Linked DNA regions of Macaca mulatta: all the other regions are linked to region 1. The links are chromatin contacts, called in public Hi-C maps. All regions are on one chromosome and are shown on one strand. The core of a region is the stretch at or near the end of the contact, and the rest is flanking DNA. Distances in the headings are between cores, read along the strand shown. Region 1 holds the start of DPF2 (double PHD fingers 2). Region 2 holds the start of SCYL1 (SCY1 like pseudokinase 1). Region 3 holds the start of TM7SF2 (transmembrane 7 superfamily member 2).

Region 1 (3,702 bases), core at 224-2,723:
GAGAATCTTTCTTTTTATTTTTGGAGAAACTTGTGTAAAACATCCCCTTACAATGGGATGAAGGAAGTCAACAAAGACACAGGGAAACAAAGAAAGAACATCTGAGTCAGAAAGGATAACTGGATAAATGGTAGATCAACAGTGTCATTTCTAAATTGAGAAAAATGTCAGCCTGAAGAGAGAGCTGGGGAAACTGGAGTGGGCAGATCAGAAAGACAATAGTGTTGGGAGGAGGGGTGGCTGAAAGAGACAGCAGGATAGAGCAGAAAGCAACTTAAAAAAAAAACCACAAGAGGAGGAAAGGCACTTAGCTTAATGGAAGTGGGAAAGCATTCTCAAAGAAAAGGCTTCAGGCAGGAGGGAGAAGCAACTTACTCTTTAAAAAGGCCCCTAGGAAGAGAGGGGCTCAGGCCACGACAAAGACAGATGAGAAGCTGTGAGTCCCTTAGAATACTTACCGAACCTTTACCTCATCACCCAGCCAAAATCCAAAAACCCTGACTGGACAGTTAGACACCACTCAATTTTCCCACCCTTGCACCAAGCCCAATATACCCATTAAAAGAAGCTCTATTCGCCCACCGGGCATTAACCCAATCTAAAACTCATTCTGATTCTCCTGTAGGAATAAATCAAGTCAGTCCCAAAGTATCTTTAACTCACAGGAAGCAGTTCATAGGTCAGTGTCCATGGCCCCAACAGCTATTAACTTTAACTTTGCTTGAAATCTGACCAGCACAACGGTATCGCATCATAGGAAGAATGCCCACTTAGATGCCCCTTTAGGCTACTAAGCTGTCCTGAACGGCTTTGGTTCAGTTGCAGGTTTTTGATGGTTGCCACTGGAAGGCGCCAAGGCCCACTCCCCTTTTGGATCCGCTCCTCGACAAATGCTTCCCAAGAATATTTGTAGTCTTAGGTACCTGCCACCCAAGATCCTCCCAAACATCACGGGGCTGCTTGGAACTGAAACAGCCAGCCCCGCAGTGCACCCCACAGGGGCCACCGAGCCTGTTGCTGCAGCGGACGGGACGGGGCGGGATGGGCGGCGGGTTAGCCGTGGGGCCGCCCGGGCCTCGGCCCCGCTCCTCCGGACTGAGGCGTCTCGGGAGAGGACCGGGACGGTGAGTCTCGCGTGCAGGCAGGGCGCCATGCTCTGGAAACCGTCAGCCCCGAGGAACGCTGAGGCCACACAGCCCAGCAGAGAGGCTGCCCGTCGGGGCTCCAGTGTGCCCCCATCAGGGCCTCCACAAGTTTCCAAAGAAGCGCAACGTCTTCTCCGGAGTCTCCTATTGCCCTCCCCACCAGGAGTCGCAACATGGCCTTCCCGGGGATGTCCCTCTCTCCGCCTAGTCCCTTTCCCCACAGCCCCCTACTCCCAGGCCCTTTACAAAACCTGCCGCCCTAGGAGAGAAAGAAACCACCACTCACAGCTTCACTACATTCTCCACCACAGCCGCCATCTTCCCTGCTCCTCTCCCTCGGGCCGGGAGGCCCCAAAGTCCGCAGCGCGCAGGCGCCGGGACCGCACCGGGGTACCAGGTTCCTCGCCCTCTGCGCAGGCGCCGTCCGGGCGCGCGCACGAGAGCGAGCACCGAAGAAAGAACTTTAGGCCTGTTCCCGGGGGCCGGGTAGGACCCCACGGGAGCCCGACGCGCAGGCGCAACCGGAGACTGGCGTGCGTCCCGGAGCTTCGGTTCGAGGGCCGCCTCTTCTATTTAGAGCAGCAGGAGGCGGTGCCGGGGGCGGTGGCTCACGCCTGTAATCCCAGCACTTCGGGAGGCCGAGGCGGGCGGATCACGAGATCAGAAGATCGAGACCATCCTGGCTAACAGGGTGAAACCCCATCGCTACTAAAAATACAAAAAATTATCCGGGCGTGGTGGCGGGCGCCTGTAGTCCCAGCTACTCGGGAGGCTGAGGCAGGAGAATGGCGTGAACCCGGGAGGCGGAGCTTGCAGTGAGCCGATATTGCGCCATTGCACTCCAGCCTGGGCGACAGAGCCAGACTCGGTCTCAAAAAAATAAATAAATAAAATAAAAAAATAAGAGCAGGAGCCGGGCGCGGTGGGTCAGGCCTGTAATCCCAGCACTTTGGGAGGCCGAGGCGGGTGGATCACCTGAGGTCAGGAGTTCGAGACCAGCCTGGCCAACGTGGTGAAACCCCCATCTCTACTAAAAATACAAAAATTGGCCCGGCATGATGGCAGGTACCTATAATCCCAGCTACTCGGGAGGCTGAAGGGGGAGAATCGCTTGAACCTGGGAGGTGGAGGTTGCAGTGAGCTGAGATCATGCCATTGCACTCCAGCCTGGAAGACAGAGCGAGACTCTGTCTCAAAAAAAAAAAAAAAAAAAAAAAAAAAAAGAGCAGGAGGAGGGCAGTCACAGTGGCTCCCAGCACCGTGGGAGGCAGAGGCAGGAGGATTGCTTTGAGCTCAAGAGTTCGAGACCAGCCTGGGCAACATATCGAGGCCTCTTCGCTACTAAAAATTTAAAAATTACCCGGATGTGGTGGCGTGCACCTGTGTTCCCAGCTACTCTAGAGGCTGAAGTGACAGGATTGCTTGAGCACAGGAGGGTCGAAGGTGAGTGAGCCATGATTGTGCCACTGCACTCCAGCCTGGGCAACAAAGCCAACTCTGTCTCAAAAAAACCAAAAACCAAAAACCAAAAAACAGCCCAAGTCAATCTTCAACTATCACCTCTTTTCACCCTTTAAAAGCAAATAGTACTCCCTATCTCTGTTACCTTGTTTCTAGGTCCCGCTTCCATCCAGTTTAATGGGAACTTTGTTCCCACCTGTTCACTTGAAACAGCTCCTGTCACCACGACCTCCCTTTCAGCAGATTTAGAGATCTATTTTCTGTCCTCATGGGCCTGTCGACCCCCATTACACCGTTGGCCACTCTCTGCTTTTCAAACTCTTCTCCAGATCTTTGAGACGCCTTTCCCTCCTGGCTGTCCTTCCCCACTGGCATTTCCTTTCACCCTCTTCCTCTGTTCAGTCTCTGTCAGAGTCCTCAGGGCTTGGTCATTGGTACTTGTCATTTTTCTTTTCTTTTCCTTTTTTTTTTGAGAGAGTTTGCTCTTGGTGCCCAGGCTGCAGTGTAGTGGTGCAATCTCAGCTCACTGCAGCCTCCACCTTCCAGGTTCAAGTGATTCTCCTGCCTCAGCCTCCCGAGTAGCTGGGATAACAGGCTCCCGCCATCATGCCCAGCTAATTTTTGTAATTTTAGTAGAGATGGGGTCTCATCACGTTGGCCAGGCTGGTCTCAAACTCCTGACCTCAAGTGATCCGCCTGCCTCGTCCTCCCAAAGTGCTGGGATTTCAGGCGTGAGCCACCACACTGGCTATCATTTTTCCAATATACCTTATTTCACCAATTCCAAGATGCACATATTCTCCCCCCTCATTTTAATATTTCAGAAGCAGGACACATGTTACCATTGCTATGTCTTTGTTTGTTTTGTTTGTTTTTGAGGTGGAGTCTCTCTGTCGCCCATGCTGGAGTGCAGTGGCACGATCTTGGCTCACTGCAAGCTCCGCTTCCCGGGTCCACGCCATTCTCCTGCCTCAGCCTCCCGGGTGTCTGGGACTACAGGCGCCCGCCACCACACCTGGCTAATTTTTTGTATTTTTAGTAGCGATGGGGTTTCACCGTGTTAGCCAGGATGGTCTCGAACTCCTGGCCTCGTGAT
Region 2 (3,927 bases), core at 307-2,806, 190 kb before region 1:
CTTAACAGATTAAAAAAACCGAGGCTCAGAAAAGTAGGCACATCTGCCCAGGTCACAGAGCTTTCAAGTTCAGAATCACCCAACCCCGAAGGCTGCATCCATCCTGCCCTACCACCCTGAGGACCCTGGGGGCAGAGGAGTGTCCCTCACTCCTGGGACACTGATTCCCTCCCCAGCCAGGCAGCAGGGAACAGGGAGTACCAACTAGTCTAGAAGTCCTGAGGCTGCAGGGGCCTCCAGGACAGGGCAGCTTGGGGCGCGCTGCCCCTAGTACTCAGAGAGAGTACCCACCACTTCTCTCTGACCACTCTGCCACTGCTGTCAGCCAACTCCGGGGGGTCATACTGCTCAAGCTCGGGGATCCCCTTGCGGGGAGGTCCCCCACCGTTGCCCTGGGCTGAATACATGTAGTCCAGGCCCCCAAGCTTCCACTCGCCAGCTCGGTCCACGAACACGGCGGCCATGCAGACATTGTTGTGGATGAGGCTGCAGTCGTTGACCAGGAAGCTGAGGGCTTTCTGGGGGCAGAAGGAGCCATCACGCCCCAGTACCTGCAACCCCCCATCCCTGCTCTCATCACCACTGCCCCCCACCTCACCACAATCTGGTGTAGCCCCCAGGAGATCTCCAGCTCCTTCAGGCCACCAGCCTCCACTCTCGCCTTGAGGTATATTCCCAACGGAGTCACAGCCTCTGTCACGACGTGGAGACATTTTTCTGTCTGGGGAAGGGGACACAGGGTTATCAAGGGCAGAGAGGCAGAGAGGAAGGAGAGATAAGTGACTTGAAGTGGGGAGAGATGGGGAAGAGGAAACCAAATCTGGGGGTGCTGGGGCACATAGGGTGGAAACAGGGCAGGAAGGGAGACAGGAGTGGGTAACCAGGAGATAGTGAGAGGCAGAGACGGGCAGGCAAGGCAGCGGGTACCTCCAGTCCATCGATGTAAGCCAGGATGTTGGGATGCCGTAGAGTTTTGAGGCGCTTGAAAGCAGCTTTGGCCACCTGGGTCTGCTCTTCCGCGCCAGGCTTCACATCATAGACGAAGATGGACACGGGACAGCCTGTGGCCTGGGGGAGGGCAGCGGGGCCTGAGATGGTCCCAGAGCTGTTGTGTTGCCGGAGACAAGGGCCGGCAGCCCAGGCTGTCCCAGGTCAGCCTTAGGGACACTTCGCCGGGCCCACGTGACCCCGGCCCTGTCCGCCTGTCGGTCCCTCGGTCCCTCCGCCCGCCACGTAGGCACTGCCCGCCCCCTCCCCGGCCCGCTACCCCGAGGCTCCGCCGCCACGTCAGGCCGGGCGCGACGCGGCGGGGCCGGCGGCGCGGACTAGGCAAGGCCCAGGTCGGCCGCGGCCTACGGAGCTCGGTCGCACTCACCTTCTTGCGGCCACGGTGCAGGGCCCAGGGCCCGGGCGGGCCGCCCTCTGGGGGCTCCGGGATGAGCTCGAACGGAAAGTCCCGGACCGGGTCCCGAGCAAAGAACCACATCGTACCCACCGCCGCCGCGGGCTCGGGAGCCTTAGCTCCGGGTCCTCCGGCCGCCCGAGCCGGGGCGGGGCGGAGAGGGGGCGGGGCCTGCGTCGGATGGGGGCGGGGCGCGGGGGCGGGGTGGGGCAGAACCTGAGTTGGGGCGGGAAGGGGCGGGGCCAAGTGAGGAGCGGGAGAGGGGAGGGGACGGGACCTAGGGAAGGGTGGGGAGAGGCCGGGGCTAGTCCGGGGCGGCAGGCGGTACTAAGATCAGTACTCCGCCGCCGGGTAAGTCACTTAGAACCCTCCAAGCCTGTGAACCCTTAGGGGCGGGATAATAGAGCCTGCCTTCTAGCGTATTGTAAGAATGAGAGCTTTAGAAGGGACAGACGGATGGGGAAAACGAGGCAAAAAGGGAGAGAGGTAGGGAGACTGACACGCATGAGAGGGCACAGTGAGGAGTGAGTCAGAGACCCAAAGAGGGAGACTGGCCCCACGCCAGACACTCTCTCCCACCAGCAAGTGGGTGCCTCCAAGCTGCGGGGAGGAGTCGGTACTGATGAAGTGACCAGGAGAGAAGCACGAGGAGACGCCCCAGAGAAAGAGCATGGTGAGAGGCAGAGAGTGAATCCAAGGTTCCAAGGAGGTCCAGAACCCCGGGGCAGGGGCGGTCACCCAGGAAATGGAGGAAGGAGAGACTGAGGAGGGAAGAAGAAGTGACCCCAGGGAAGGAGGGGTGGAGAAGGAGCAGCTTGGCAAGTCCGGAAGAGGTCAAAGGCCTGGGAGGGGCCCCTGCTCTCCAGGGCTCAGCTGTCCGGCTCTCAGGCAAACAGCTTGCATCTCTCAGTGCCTGTGCGGACAGCCATGGAGTGGTGTTAGCTCAATCAGCACATCACACTGGTGGGGATCCAGCCCCTGAGCTGTGTAGGAGGGGCTGGACAGGCGGTGGTTCCTCTGCAGGTAGGGTCTCAGGACCCAGGTGTGGGTGGCAAGCCACCCAGGTGCCGAGGCAAGAGATCGAGGGCGCGAGCTGTTCCGGTATAATAAAATATACAAAATAATAGTTATACTAGATATAGATAATAGATATGATTATATATGAATATCATTAATCATTAGTCTATAGCATTTACTCTAATATTATAATAATCCTTGCTCCACAATCATAACCTAGGAAAAACCAGGCCATACAGAGATAGGAGCTGAGGGGACATAGTGAGAAGTGACCAGAAGACAGGAGTGCGAGCTTTCTGTTATGCCCGGGCAGGGCCACCAGAGGGCTCTTTGGTCTAGTGGTAACGCCAGCGTCTGGCGTTACCAAGTGGACAGCGTTACCAAGTGGGCTGTGGTCTAGTGGTAGCGTCAGTGTCAAGGAAAAGCACCCGTTACTTAGCAGACCGGGAAAGGGAGACTCCCTTTCCCGGGAGGAGTTCAGAAAAGACTCTGCTCCTCCACCTCTTGTGGATAACACCCACAGTTATCCAGAGGCCTAACCATCTCCATGTGATGCTGTGTTTCAGTGGTCACACTCCTAGTCTGCCTTCATGTTCCATCCTGTACACCTGGCTCTGCCTTTTAGATAACAGTAGCAAATTAGTGAAAGGACTAAAAGTCTCTGATACGCAGAAATAACGGCGTAAGCTGTCTCTCTCCTCTCTTTCTCTCTGCCTCAGCTGCCAAACAGGGAAGGGCCCGCTCTCCAGTAGACATGTGACTCATGTGACCTTACCTATCATTGAGATGGCTCTCACTCCTTACCCTGCCCTTTGTCTTGTATCCAATAAATATCAGCGCAGCCAGGCATTCGGGGCCACTACTGGTCTCCACGTCTTGGTGGTAGTGGTTGCCCAGGCCCAGCTGTCTTTTCTTTTATCTCTTTGTCTTGTGTCTTTATTTCTACAATCTCTCATCTCTGCACACGGGGAGAAAATCCCACCGAACCTGTGGGGCTGGACCCTACACCCAGGCTTGGGGACAGTCCCTCAACCACATCCTATGGAGCACTGGTGAGATTCTGGGACCGGTTATGAAAAGTCTGGTTGGGATGCCTTTGGGAGATAACTCAAGGGCAGTGATGCCACAGAGATGGTGCTGGGTTTGAATCACGGTTCAGCCCCTCATTGGATGTGAGAGCTCACACAGTTCCCTTTCGAAGCATTAGATCCCCCATCTATAAACTGGGGTGAGGGCTGGGCATGGTGGTTCCTGCTTGTAATCTCAGTACTTTGGGAGGCTGAGGCAGGCGGATCCCCTGATGTCAGGAGTTCCAGGTCAGCCTGACCAACATGTTTGAAGGGGGCCTGCCCCTCCACACCTGTGGGTATTTCTCATCAGGTGGAGATGAGAAACTGAGAAAAGAAATAAGACACAGAGACAAAGTACAGAGAAAGAACAGTGGGCCCAGGGGACCAGCACACTCAGTGTGCGAGGACCTGCACTGGCGCTGGTCTCTGAGTTCCCTC
Region 3 (3,629 bases), core at 1,001-3,500, 200 kb after region 1:
GGCAAAGATGTTTTTCTTGCCTCTAACTTTATTTTTGTCTCCCAGTACCTAGAGCAGTGCCTAGGGCACAGGTGGATTTAACAAATGTTTGTGGAATAGGAATGATTAATGATGCGTGTCTGCACAGTTTTGGCCCTGCCCTGCCCAAGCGCTGCTCACCCACCCTAACCCTCCCCCTGGCCTTAGGCCAGCTCAGTCAAGCCCAACATACCCAGCCGATGAGGCCAGGTCGCAGTTCACAGAAATATTTGAAGTCGAAGAAACAGATACGAGGGTTGAGCTCCCGTCCCAGAAAAAAGTCGTAAATCGGATTGCCTGGAGAATATTGGAGAGTACAGGCAGACGCCCCGATCTGCCTCCATCTCCACCCCTAGAACCCCTCTCACCTGAGATCCCCCCAGGTGCCAGGGCCGAAACTGGGGCTACCTGCGCCTTCATGTAGAGAAAGAGGCTGAAGATGAAAGCGGTGAGGGTGGCGACAAACGCCAAAGGCAGGAGCATTTCCGGGAGCGCCCCCAGAGGCAGCCCCGCTGACACCCCCAGCCCCACCAACAGGGCTGTCAGCACCAGGGCCTGGAAGCCTAAACCACAGCACACAGTGAGCCCTGGGGCTGCACGCCTCCACATCCCCACCCTGCGAACACACACAGAGCCCAAAACTCAGGGGGGCCGCAGACCCTGCCCCAAGCATTAGGCTGCCACCCTGGCCTTCAGAGGATCACCCCAGCCACTGCTGTGGTGCACAGTGTAGCAGTAAATGGGGTAAGGGTGTGGGGACGAGGGGCTTAGGGCGAGCCCCCGGCGTCTGTCCTAGGGCTCGCAAAGAGGCATACAAAGGAGCCTGGGGTGGGGGCCAATCTCCGTGGACCTCCCCGCTAGGGCTGGAGCTCCACCCCCGGCCGCTTAACTCCAGCGCGAGGGCCCGTCCCCCAGGCACCGTTAATCGGATAGCGCAGGCGACTCTTGTCCTTCAATTCCTGCCCCTCAGCCACCTGCGGGTCCAAGGGGGCTCTGATAAGGCCCGGGGCGTCCTCTCCCTCGCCGAGCCCCTCCGACTCCCTCCCCCGAGCGTGCGCGAGCGGCGCCCGCACCTTGCGCGCCGGCAGTAGGTAGAGCGCCGCCTGCAGGCCGAGCCAGGCGAGCCACAGCAGCAGCGCCCGTGGGCTCCACAGCGCCTCCAGCCCAGGCAGGGACGCGGGTGGACCCAGCAGGCGCGCGGGGCCCGAACGGGCCGCCAGGAGCAGGTGGAACATGGTGGCGGGCAGCAGCAGCAGCAGAGCCGCGGCGCCTGCGGGATGGGCCATCACATCGGGCGTCCGCCCCCAGCGCCCCAGCTCCCGCCCCGTCCCCCACGGGCGCTCTGACGTCTCTGCGGGACCCTTTCGGCATTCCCAGAGTGTGCCTCTGCACCCCTCCTCAGCCCTCAGGCACCCCGCTGCCTCCCAGTTCCCTTCCCAGGCGTCCATCTTGGTCCCCCGCTCCCCCCTCGAAGACCCTCCTCCTGCTCCCAGTCGACACCATAAATCCCCGTTCTGCAGCCCCCAGAACTGACCCCTGCTCAGCTCTCCCTCTCCAGACACCTTCGCTGCAAACCCCCGGGTCCCTCTGCCTCGGACACCCGCAAAACCTTCCATCCTCAGATCCTGTCTCCGCTCTTAGTTCACCCCCTCCAGCTCTCCTTCGCTCAGCCTTTGCCCCAGGTCCCTTCTCGCTGCCCCATTACCCAGGGGCCCTCCGAATTCCAGCGGGGCCCGGGGGCCCTCAGGAGGGGCCATGGTCTCCGCTCCGCCGGAGAGAGGGCGCTCACAATAGTCGGTCAAGGAAACACAGTCCGCCCCATTTCCCAGGAGATGGACTTGTCCGCGCGGAGGATCCGGCCCCGCGGCGCCTGCACCTGCCTGGACACCGAGTGCAGACAAGGACCGCTCTTGTCCCAGGGTTTTTAAATGGACCCGCCCCCTGCCCATCCTGGGCCCAGCACACCAGCCAATCGGCACTCAGGGGCGGACCCGACGCGGGCGCCTCAGAAGCCTCAGCTTCAAAACCCCGCCCTCGGAAAGGCCCGCCCAGCAAGCGAGAGGAGGAGGCCACATATGTTTATTAGGTAGGTCCTGACACCTGCCTGCGGGGACCACCGGGTGGAGACCAGAGCCTGGGTGCCATGGGGCGCCGGGACAGGCCTGTGCATGGCAGCGGCTGCGCCTAGCCGCGCTCGCAGATGACCTCGACCACACTGGGCTCCATGGGCACAGGGTCTGGGCAGCGCAGGGCAGCCGAGGCCACCACTTCGTCTAGCAGCAAGTGCACCAGTTCTTCGTCGGCCACAAAACGCCACAGGTACAGCTGCAGAAAGTGGCAGTCCACTTGCACCTGCTGCAGCCCGAAGCGCCCAAAGGTGCGCAGCCGCACACACTCCAGCAGCGTCTTCAGGCTGATCTTGATGATGCCAGTCAGCACCGACACCTGCAGACAGGTACACAGGGATGCAGCTTGGGGACAGCAGGTGTTGGGGGGGTCACCCAAGTTCCAAGCAGGGGCCAGGGAGACATACGATGGAAGTAGCTGGGATGAGGCAGAAAGTCTCCAGGGCCAGATAAGAGCGGAGGGATACAATATTAGCGCCGTCATCTGGAGGGCAGGGGACAGGTAGGGCCCAGCAATCAGAGGCATCCCTGAGCTTGGGGTGAGGTGGGGCAGGAACCATGGGTGAACAGAAAACCCTGGGAAGGCCCCAAGACTACTGTGGGGATAAGGACAAGGGCAGAGTCATCCCAGGTCAGCACCCAGAGACTCAGGCTGGGCACACACGAAGGTTGGGACAATGGCTGTGGGATTTGGGGGCAGGGCACTCTGTACTACCTAAGAACAGCCCTAGAGACAGAGACTGGAGGGTCAGGGTCACCCCCAGTTGGTCACAGAGTCCTGGAGCTCCTTGGGCAGGTGTGGGGCTGCTCCAGCCAACCCTCCCCGGGCTCCCTGGAAGTCTGAGTCACGCTGGAAGTCGGACCTTGTTGAACTCCACAGGGCTGAACACATCAATACGTTCAGAGAATAGCTTCTGGATATTGCTCAAGAGGTTGGTGTCCATCGGGGCACTGGATTGGGGGAGACAAGGAATCAGAGCCCGCTCTGCACCTTCGCCCTCTTTTGTCCCTTTCCCCTGGGGCTCCCCTGGCCAGCCAGACCTGGGGGTATAGCTGGGGGCGTAGCGGCCCTGCTGCCGAGAGCTGCTGTACACGGAGAAGGTCCTCTTGCTGGAGTCGCTGCTCTGGGCCTTGCGAACACCCTCTTCGTACAGAAGCCCCACCTGGTGGTAAAAAGGGGTACTGCAAGGAGGCCAGAGCCAGGGGAAACCGCCCATCGGTGCTGAGGATGCCCTAAGTCAGCTACTCAAGCATTACAAGAATAACAGGGTAGTCACCACCAGGCCTGCTATTTAGTAGGTACGTGGTCGCTATTTATAGAACCAGTGGAGTGGGGCAAAGGCAGGACACAAGAGTTGGTCTGAGGTCTAATCTTCAGCCTCAGCATGGGCACCAGCACCAACCCTGCCCTGACTTCCTGGGTAACCCTGAGCCTCTGCTTCTCCACAGGTAAAATAGGGGCGAAGATGTCATAATCCTGGGCTG

The links. Hi-C and Micro-C count contacts between places; a contact is called where the count stands out from the background.
Region 2: a Hi-C map of liver shows a contact between it and region 1, with 2.1 times the contacts expected there. The contact joins the promoter of SCYL1 here to the promoter of DPF2 in region 1. A contact is called at or near these places in 2 of 14 Hi-C or Micro-C datasets (fetal cortex germinal zone and liver).
Region 3: a Hi-C map of fetal cortex germinal zone shows a contact between it and region 1, with 2.7 times the contacts expected there. The contact joins the promoter of TM7SF2 here to the promoter of DPF2 in region 1. A contact is called at or near these places in 2 of 14 Hi-C or Micro-C datasets (fetal cortex germinal zone and fetal cortical plate).

What each region holds. Positions count from the first base shown.
Region 1 is chr14:9,063,981-9,067,682 of T2T-MMU8v2.0, forward strand. It overlaps DPF2 (double PHD fingers 2), which reads right to left and starts at 1,474. Exons shown (of 11, transcript XM_077962410.1): 1 at 1,432-1,474. The coding sequence starts at 1,463.
Region 2 is chr14:8,869,011-8,872,937 of T2T-MMU8v2.0, forward strand. It overlaps SCYL1 (SCY1 like pseudokinase 1), which reads right to left and starts at 1,557. Exons shown (of 18, transcript XR_013403556.1): 1 at 1,376-1,557; 2 at 928-1,068; 3 at 599-721; 4 at 292-518.
Region 3 is chr14:9,265,641-9,269,269 of T2T-MMU8v2.0, forward strand. TM7SF2 (transmembrane 7 superfamily member 2) reads right to left here and starts at 2,251. Exons shown (of 11, transcript XM_015113808.3): 1 at 2,119-2,251; 2 at 1,724-1,894; 3 at 1,092-1,288; 4 at 938-992; 5 at 387-581; 6 at 212-315. The coding sequence starts at 2,188. VPS51 (VPS51 subunit of GARP complex) reads right to left here. Exons shown (of 10, transcript XM_077962308.1): 8 at 3,186-3,307; 9 at 3,008-3,095; 10 at 2,081-2,463. The coding sequence ends at 2,203. LOC144334123 (a long non-coding RNA gene) reads left to right here and starts at 3,594. Exons shown (of 2, transcript XR_013403575.1): 1 at 3,594-3,629.